2 separate regions of the Sus scrofa genome follow, and region 2 is linked to region 1. Evidence: chromatin contacts called from public HiChIP or PLAC-seq data. All regions are on one chromosome and are shown on one strand. The core of a region is the stretch at or near the end of the contact, and the rest is flanking DNA. Distances in the headings are between cores, read along the strand shown.

Region 1 (4,109 bases), core at 586-3,085:
GGTAAAGAATTTGTCTTGCAGATGTACTACGTTATATTTCTTTCATTTCTACTTTCTCAGGAGGGAGAAGCAGATGCAGCAATGAAGGAAATCAAGACAAGTCCTGGGCCCATAAGAACTGATTCCATTGACACGTATGTAAAGACAGACTAGGGCTGTCAGGCAGACCCGCTGGGTACTCTTGTCACTTTCAGCTCGCCACTGGGAGGTCAAACATGGTGGGCTTAAAAGGCCGCTTACTAATTTATATCAGGACCTTTCAAGAAGGTCAAGTTTGAGAGTTCCCTGGAGGCTCAGTGGGTTAAAGATCTGGCATTGTCATTGCTGTGGCATGGGTTTGATCCCTGGCTGGGAACTTCCGCATGTGCCACCTAAAAAGTAAATTTAAAAAATTAAGAACGTTTGATTTGAATGCTATTTAACATTGCAGCCAAAACTGGCAGAGAATAAAAACAATGTTCGGTGGCTTTGTAGGCTTACTAAGCCCTCACCACTCTATTTAGGGGTGTCTCATCTCCATCCGATGGGAAGTGAAAACAAACTTGTTCTCTATTAAAAAACCCATATTTCCTAATTTGTTTACCATTGCTGTCTGACCCAGACCAAGCTGCCCAGCTGATAAGAGGATGTTTCCATTTTCTCTTTCCTGTCATTCCCAAGTACAAGCCAAGGTGACTAATGCTGGATGATCTTCCACAACAGTGACAAGTGTTACTCTGAGTGATGGTGGCTGTTTTTTGAAAGTGCCCAGATATCTTACCTGGGGAATCTCAGATAGACTTGTGCTGAGTAGATATTAGGAAGCAGACATCCTAAATGGTCAGGGGACCTCGAGGAAGAAATGACAGGGGTAACTGAGCACCTGAGACTCTTGAAGGTAGCTCTGACCCATAATGGGCTGTAGCTTATCTTCTGTAAGCAGATTATGAGTATGAATCTATGTACAAGAGATATCTATCTGAAAATTTCCCTAAGGATCTCTTCTCTCAGAGATTTTTTTTTTTTTTTTTTTTTGCTTTTTAGGGCCACAATTGTGGCATATGGACATTCCCAGGCTAGGAGTCCAATCAGGGCTACAGCTCTGGCCACAGCTATAGCCACGGCCACAACAACTTGGGATCCAGCCGCATCTGTGACCTACACCACAGCTCACAGCAATGCTGGATACTTAACCCACTGAGTGAGGCCAGGAATCGAACCCTCATCCTTATGGATACTAGTCATATTGGTTTCCAGTGCGCTACAACAGGAACTCCCCTTAGAGGTTTTTAATATCCTTTCTTCTGTAACTTGATAAATATACTCATAAAACAAAAATGCATTATTTTTTTCAGTTATTCTCATAAGCCCTTGTATAAGGAAGGAAATAAGGACTAGATAATATTCTTTCATCAAACAGCGCAGTTAGCAGGAATGAAAGTTACTTCCTTTTTTAGTTAGAAATTCCTCAGCATCCCCTCCTCTCCTGTATTGCTTTTTTTTTTTTTAGCTTTTGCCTTTTCTAGGGCCGCTCCCACAGAATATGGAGGTTCCCAGGCTAGGGGTCTAATCAGAGCTGTAGCCACTGGCCTACGCCAGAGCCACAGCAATGCGGGATCTGAGCTGTGTCTGCAACCTACACCACAGCTCACAGCAACGCCGGATCCTTAACCTACTGAGCAAGGCCAGGGATCAAACCCGCAACCTCATGGTTCCTAGTCGGATTCATTAACCACTGAGCCACGAAGGGAACTCCTATATTGCTTTTTTAATATCAGAAGACTTTCTTGGAAGTGGTGGGAAGGAAGAAAGCCCTGTTTGAAATGTCCAAGCCACTTCCTTTTAATTTATAGCTCTAGAAAGACCACTTCCTCTTTTAAGCCACACAGCTTTTTTTTTTTTTTTTTTAATGTCCCCACCTGTGGCATTTGACCAGGGATTAAATCTGAGCCACAGCTTCGACCTCTGCTGCAGCTGCAGCAACGCTGGATCCTTTAACCCACTGCACCACCCCAGGAAAGCCCAAGGAATCAAACTGTACCTCTGCAGCAACTCAAGCTGCTGCATTGGAATTTTTTTTTTCCTTTTGCCATTTCTTGGGCCTGCTCCCTCGGCACATGAAGGTTCCCAGGCTAGGGGTCTAATCGGAGCTGTAGCCACCAGCCTACGCCAGAGCCACAGCAATGCGGTATCCAAGCCGCATCTGCGACCTACACCACAGCTCACTCACGGCAATGCCAGATTGTTAACCCACTGCGCAAGGCCAGGGACGAACCTGCAACCTCATGGTTCCTAGTCAGATTCATTAACCACTGCACCATGACGGGAACTCCTGCACTGGATTTTTAGCCCACTGTGCCACAGTGGGAACTCCCACCCAGCTATTTTTTTTAATTAATTTTTTATTTTTTGCTTTTCAGGGCCGCATCTGAGGCATATGGAAGTTCCCAGGCTAGGGGTTAAATCAGAGCTACAGCTGCAATTTCTAGGTTTGGAGTTTCAGCCTTGGAATTGGAAACTGGGATTGAATCCTGGCTCTTAGACATGTGGATTTGAGTGGATTACAGAGGGCATAGCTGCCATTAGCATCAGTGAAATTGTCCAGAATGTTTCCTTAGTGCAGTGGTGGTCACGGTTCTCTTCGTTTGTCACTGAACTGTTTCTCGATTTAGTCCAATTTTGAAAATGAGAAAAATATTTGACATACCAACAGTGAAGATATTTTGCTGCTCTATTGTTTAAAACCAAAACAAAAATGATTTTCTTCTCCTGACTTGAGAATGTCATGACTTCTGTCAAGCTGGAGAAAGGCTGGTGGCCTGCACGTCACCACAGGAGCGCCCATGCTTGTGCTCTTTGTGTGACTCTGGTCCCTGGAGATTAGTCCTCTAAGAAAACCAGTCACCAAAACCAAGGGCTACCTCTGCACAGCTGTTTCCCTGGGTCCTCTGGTCTGGGGCTGTGAACACGGTGATTATTTGGAGAAAGTGAACACGTGCAGCATAAGGTGAACCTACCCATCAGTCCCCACTCCTTTCCTGGAAAGCACAGAGGAGGGAGGCCCTGGTGGTCATTAGGCCAGCTGAGCTTGGTCTGTAAATGAGAATTAACTGGAGAATGTTCTGGAAAGCAGATCTTTTTTTTTTTTTTTTTAATGCATGTATTTTATTTTTACATTCAGTCATTCTTTTTTTTTTTTTTTTTTTTTTTTGTCTTTTTGCCATTTCTTGGGCTGTTCCTGTGGCATATGGAGGTTCCCAGGCTAGGGGTTGAATCGGAGCTGTAGCCACCAGCCTACGCCAGAGCCACAGCAACATGGGATCCGAGTCGCGTCTGCAACCTACACCACAGCTCACGGCAACACCAGATCCTTTAACCCACTGAGCAAGGGCAGGGACCAAACCCGCAACCTCATGGTTCTTAGTCGGATTCGTTAACCACTGTGCCACGACGGGAACTCCAGATCTTTTTTATTTTTATTTTTTAATGTATTGCAGTAGGGGGTGGAACAGTGAATAGAATGAGATACTTATTGTTATTATTATCTTCTTTGTTGGCCACCCATATTTTCCAGGCATAAGGAAATCCTGGGCCAGGGATTGAATCTGAGCCAGAGTTTTGACCTTTGCCACAGCTGCGGCAATGCCAAATCCTTAACCCACTGCACCAGGCCAGGGAGTGATCTGAGCCACTGCAGAGACAATATCAGATTTATAACCCTCTGTGCCATAGCAGGAAGGCTTGGAAATCAGTTCCTTGGAAATCAGTTCCAGTTATATTCTTAGACTCTGGGATTTTTGTTTTCTTATGAAAAAGCATTTTTTTTTCTTTGCGTTTTTCAGGGCTGCACATGGAGCATATGGAGGTTCCCAGGCTAGGGGTCAAATAGGAGCTGCAGCTGCCAGCCATAGCCACAGCAACACAGGATTCAAGCCTGTCTGCAACCTACACCACAGCTCGTGGCAACGCCAGATACTTAACCCACTGAGCAAGGCCAGGGATCAAATCTGAATCCTCGTGAATACTAGTCGGGTTAGTTATCACTGAGCCACAATGGGAATTCCTGAAACAGCATCTTAACCTTTATGCTGTTTTGCTCTAGGAGCAAATCTGCAGAAGGTACCAGGAAT
Region 2 (4,109 bases), core at 732-3,231, 120 kb before region 1:
TTCTTCCCTCCCAGAAGCTCTCTATCTGGAGAAGGTGCTGGTTGCCAAGTGCTCCAAGCTGCTGTGAACATCATCCATATTCTTCTTTCTCATCTGCAGATCTGGGCTCCGTGTCTGTGAGCACAAAGAAAGGAGCAGGGCTCATAGATAAGCAAGCACATCTGAGCACCCAGGCTGTTTCTTGCTATGAGCTTTCCAACAAGAGACTGAAGCCTCTACAGCTAAGCTTCAGCAAGTCCTTTGTCTGTGATGGGAGCTTCCTCTTGTGGAACACTTTTTTTTTTTTTTTTCTGTAGACAATCAACTTTTGTTCTCTCCCAGCAGAGCTCCTACACAGCCCCAGGCTACTCTTTCTCTACCTGGATCATGGGAGGACTGCTCTCCTTTCCAGCTCTTTTTGGAAATCCGTTAGAGAGAAAAGGTATTTCCCCTGGAGAAAATCTATTTCTTGGGGTTCTGAGTGGCTGGTTACTTTCTTCCTCCTGGATCCCAGGGAGGAGTAGAGGAGTGTGGACACAGTTACAAGCCTGCCCATTGCACCAGTGAGGCAGCACAGGGTGCTCCACTAGATCAAAGGTTGCTCCTCTGGAAATCCTGGCCATTGGGTTCACAGCTTAAGAAATGGCTTTGCAGCCAAATTCGGAGTGTGGCAAATTCTTCAGGACTCCAGACTCGATTTTTCCTGACTACCCAATGGCATGGGAAGAAAAAAGGGAAGAGGGTGGGGAATATTCTAGTGTGAAAGAAATACGAAACAGATCTAAGTCATGTAAAAACTTTATACAGTGTTTCAAATAAACCTATAGTAAGAAAGATTGTTTTAGGTATTTGAAGAAATTTTATGAAGTTGGATTTCATAATTTTGTTGGGTATGTTAATGGCATTATGGTTATGTGATAGAATAATTTCTTCTTTTTAGGTGCCTAATGAAGTACTTAGTGACATCAGGACTTAAAACTTGGATTTGCTTTAATATATCCTCACTTAAAAAAAAAAAAACTATTGGAGTTCCCGTCTGGCTCAGTGGTTAACGAATCCGACTAAGAACCATGAGGTTGCGTGTTGGATCCCTGGCCTTGCTCAGTGGGTTAAGGATCTGGCATTGAGGTGAGCTGTGGTGTAGGTTGCAGATGCGGCTTGGATCCAGCATTGCTATGGCTCTGGCGTAGGCTTGGCAGCTACAGCTCCCATTCGACTCCTAGCCTGGGAATCTCCATATGCCTCGGGTGCGGCCCTAGAAAAGGCAAAAAGACAACAAAAACAAAACTATTGATGAAACAAGTATGGCAAAATATTGATGGTTATTGAAGCTGAATAATTGGTATCTGGGGGTTTGTCATACTCTATTTTTGGGTATATTTGGAATTTTTATAAAAATTTAACAAGAGAAAATTTAATATTTTATATAAAATATGGGATTTATGGGAGAAAGTCCGCTTCAAGAGAACTGTTGCGCCATCCAGTTTGGCCAGCAGAGGGCGGTGTGTTGCTCCATTAAAACAGGTCGGGAGACGACTGCTGCATGCTGCTCCATCCTGTCTCTTCGAGAGGAGACTGTTCTTTGGGTCATCCAGATTCTCCAGCAGAGGGCAGTGTGTAGCTCCATCCCGGCTGGCGGTGAAGATCTGTGTCTCCATCAAAACTGCCCTGGACGAGTTACCGTTTGTGGCTCTGTGGTAACGAACCCCGGCTAGTATTCGTAAGGACGCGGTTCCATCGCTGGCCCTGCTCAGTGAGTTGGGGCTGTGGTGTAGGTCGCAGACGTGGCTTGGATCTGGTGTTGCTATGGCTGTGGTGTAGGCTGGCAGCTGCAGCTCGGATTTAACCCCTGATCTGGGAACTGCCGTATGCAGCAGGTGCGGCCCTAGAAAGACAAAAACAAACAACAACAACAACAACAAACCCACCTGGCTTGGAGAGAGCTGTGTATTGCACTATCCTCGCCGGCAGAGGGCAGTGTTTCACTGCATTCAGGCCAGCCAGGAGCTTGATATGAGTCAATCCATCAAAACAGACCAGACGGCTGGTTATTGCTCCATCATAACGGACCGAGAGAGGGCTGAGTGTCTATATCGTGACCGAGCTGCAGAGGGCAGTGAGTTTTTCCATCAAAACAGATTGGGAGAGGGTTATGTAACACTCCATCAAAAGTGACTGAAAAAAAAATATATATGACAGTGGGTAGTTTCCTCTGTGGCAGTGCCTCAGCAGCTCCAGGAGATAGGTTTGATCCACAGCAGGCACAGTAGGTGAAATGGTCTGGCACCATAGGTCGCAACTGCAACTTGGGGGAAAAAAACGAATTCTGATTCGTTATGTTTTCTTACTTCCCAGCCACCGCGATGCAGTTAGATTTTACCAGTATCTAGCTGCAGGAATGCAGCTCTGTTTTACTGTATCCCAGCAGCCAGGTTGAATAAACGAGGAACAGCCGAGAGAAGTAGGCATTGCTGGATAACCAGCCCAGGTGTTTTCTTTTGTTGGGCTGGTCCGTGTCTCAGGGGACATGTCACAAGCTGGATTTGATCCAGAATCAGCAATGCCGACAATAATGTTAACACCGCTGGGGTTTTATTTTGTGTTTGAAGTCAGTCTGTCCTCTGGCTCTGATTCATATCTCTGGAAAGTTCTATTCTCACACATGGAGTTTCATCCTTGACATGAGATGTCCCTGTCATCTGCTATCCTGCAGAGCACCTTCACAGTGGTCGATTTCTTTTCTTTCTTTCTTTTTTTTTTTTTTTTCTTTTTTGCCATTTCTTGGGCCGCTCCCGCGGCATATGGAGGTTCCCAGGCTAGGGGTCGAATCGGAGCGGTAGCCGCCAGCCTACGCCAGAGCCACAGCAACGCGGGATCCTAGCTGCGTCTGCGACCTACACCACAGCTCACGGCAACACCGGATCCCTAACCCACTGAGCAAGGGCAGGGATCGAACCTGCAACCTAATGGTTCCTAGTCGGGTTCGTTAACCACTGCACCACCACGGGAACTCCCCGATTTATTTTCAAGAAAGTATCTCAGATTTCTCTTTTCTCTTCCAGCTGCCCCTTTGGCCTTGTTAACTGCTGAGCCACTAAGGGAACTCCCTTAATTTTGTTGTACAACAATTTGAAAGTCTGATTTCAAGTCTAATTTGTCTAAATTCTTGGCCTCTAAACACTGCTGTAACTGAAAAAGTTGCAGGGCAAAAATATGTAGCTCCAAATGGAAGAAGTCTATTGTTGGAGTGCTTATAATGGGGGACCTGACCAAATCCAAGTGGGAAACTTACAAGATTGAAGGCAGTGTAGTGTCATCACAGGGTGGACCTTCTCCCGACCTCCTTCTTCGTCCTTACTGCCAAAGCCCCTGTACCTCACTAAATCCTGTTACACAAATATTTAACTATAATCCAGGTATAAGCAGTTCCCAAAAGACCCCAATTTTCTGTAAAACAATACGTCAATGTTTATATTTAACTCTTAATAAACATATTTTTTGAAAACTCACAGCTGAACACAAATATGTACTAAGGTCTTTCTCCTGATTAAGATACTCCAGGGAGCTAGGAGCTTCTGAGCACTAGAGAAGTGGTCCCCAAACCCCTAAAAAAGCTGGCTCCCTTTCCTAGAACTCAGCACACCAACAAGTAGATTGACTAAGGAAAGATATGGTGCAAATAACATTTTTGTTTTTGTTTTTTTTTGTCTTTTTGTCTTTTTAGGGCTGCACCCATGGCATTATGGAGGTTCCCAGGCTAGGGGTTGGGAGCTGAGGCTGCTAGCCTACACCACAGCCACGGCAACTGAGGATCCAAGCCATGTCTGCAACTTACATCAGAGCTCATGGCAATGCTGGATTCTTAACCCACTGAGCAAGGCCAGGGACTGAACCTGTGTCCTTATGGATACTAGTCGGGTTCATTAACCACTGAACCACAATGACAACTCCTAAATAACTTTTTAAAAAGAATCTGTGGGAGCTTCCTGGTGGCCTAGCACTTAAGGATCCTGCTTTGTCACTGCTGTGGCTTGGGTTCAGTCCCTGGCCCAGGAACTTCTGTATGCTGTGGGCATGGCAAAAAAAGAAAAAGAAAGAAAGAAAGAAAGAAAGAAAGAAAGAAAGAAAGA

What was found. HiChIP or PLAC-seq counts read pairs in DNA pulled down with a chosen protein or histone mark.
Region 2: a contact with region 1 is called in an H3K27ac HiChIP or PLAC-seq map of alveolar macrophages. The contact joins two enhancer-like sites. A contact is called at or near these places in 3 of 47 Hi-C or Micro-C datasets (brain, embryonic fibroblasts and skeletal muscle) and 1 of 2 datasets of contacts at active chromatin or transcription factors (alveolar macrophages).

What each region holds. Positions count from the first base shown.
Region 1 is chr10:48,562,502-48,566,610 of Sscrofa11.1, reverse strand. It overlaps OPTN (optineurin), which reads left to right. Exons shown (of 13, transcript NM_213961.1): 4 at 61-134; 5 at 4,082-4,109. Among named protein-coding and RNA genes, the nearest start is that of OPTN, 9.4 kb to the left of the region's middle. Within about 2 kb of position 1,835, at least 4 of the 83 cell types and tissues checked have an H3K27ac peak or open chromatin away from gene starts, as enhancers often do. A contact at or near this core is called in alveolar macrophages, where this site is marked.
Region 2 is chr10:48,678,268-48,682,376 of Sscrofa11.1, reverse strand. No RefSeq gene overlaps it. Among named protein-coding and RNA genes, the nearest start is that of OPTN, 110 kb to the right of the region's middle. Within about 2 kb of position 1,981, at least 22 of the 83 cell types and tissues checked have an H3K27ac peak or open chromatin away from gene starts, as enhancers often do. A contact at or near this core is called in alveolar macrophages, where this site is marked.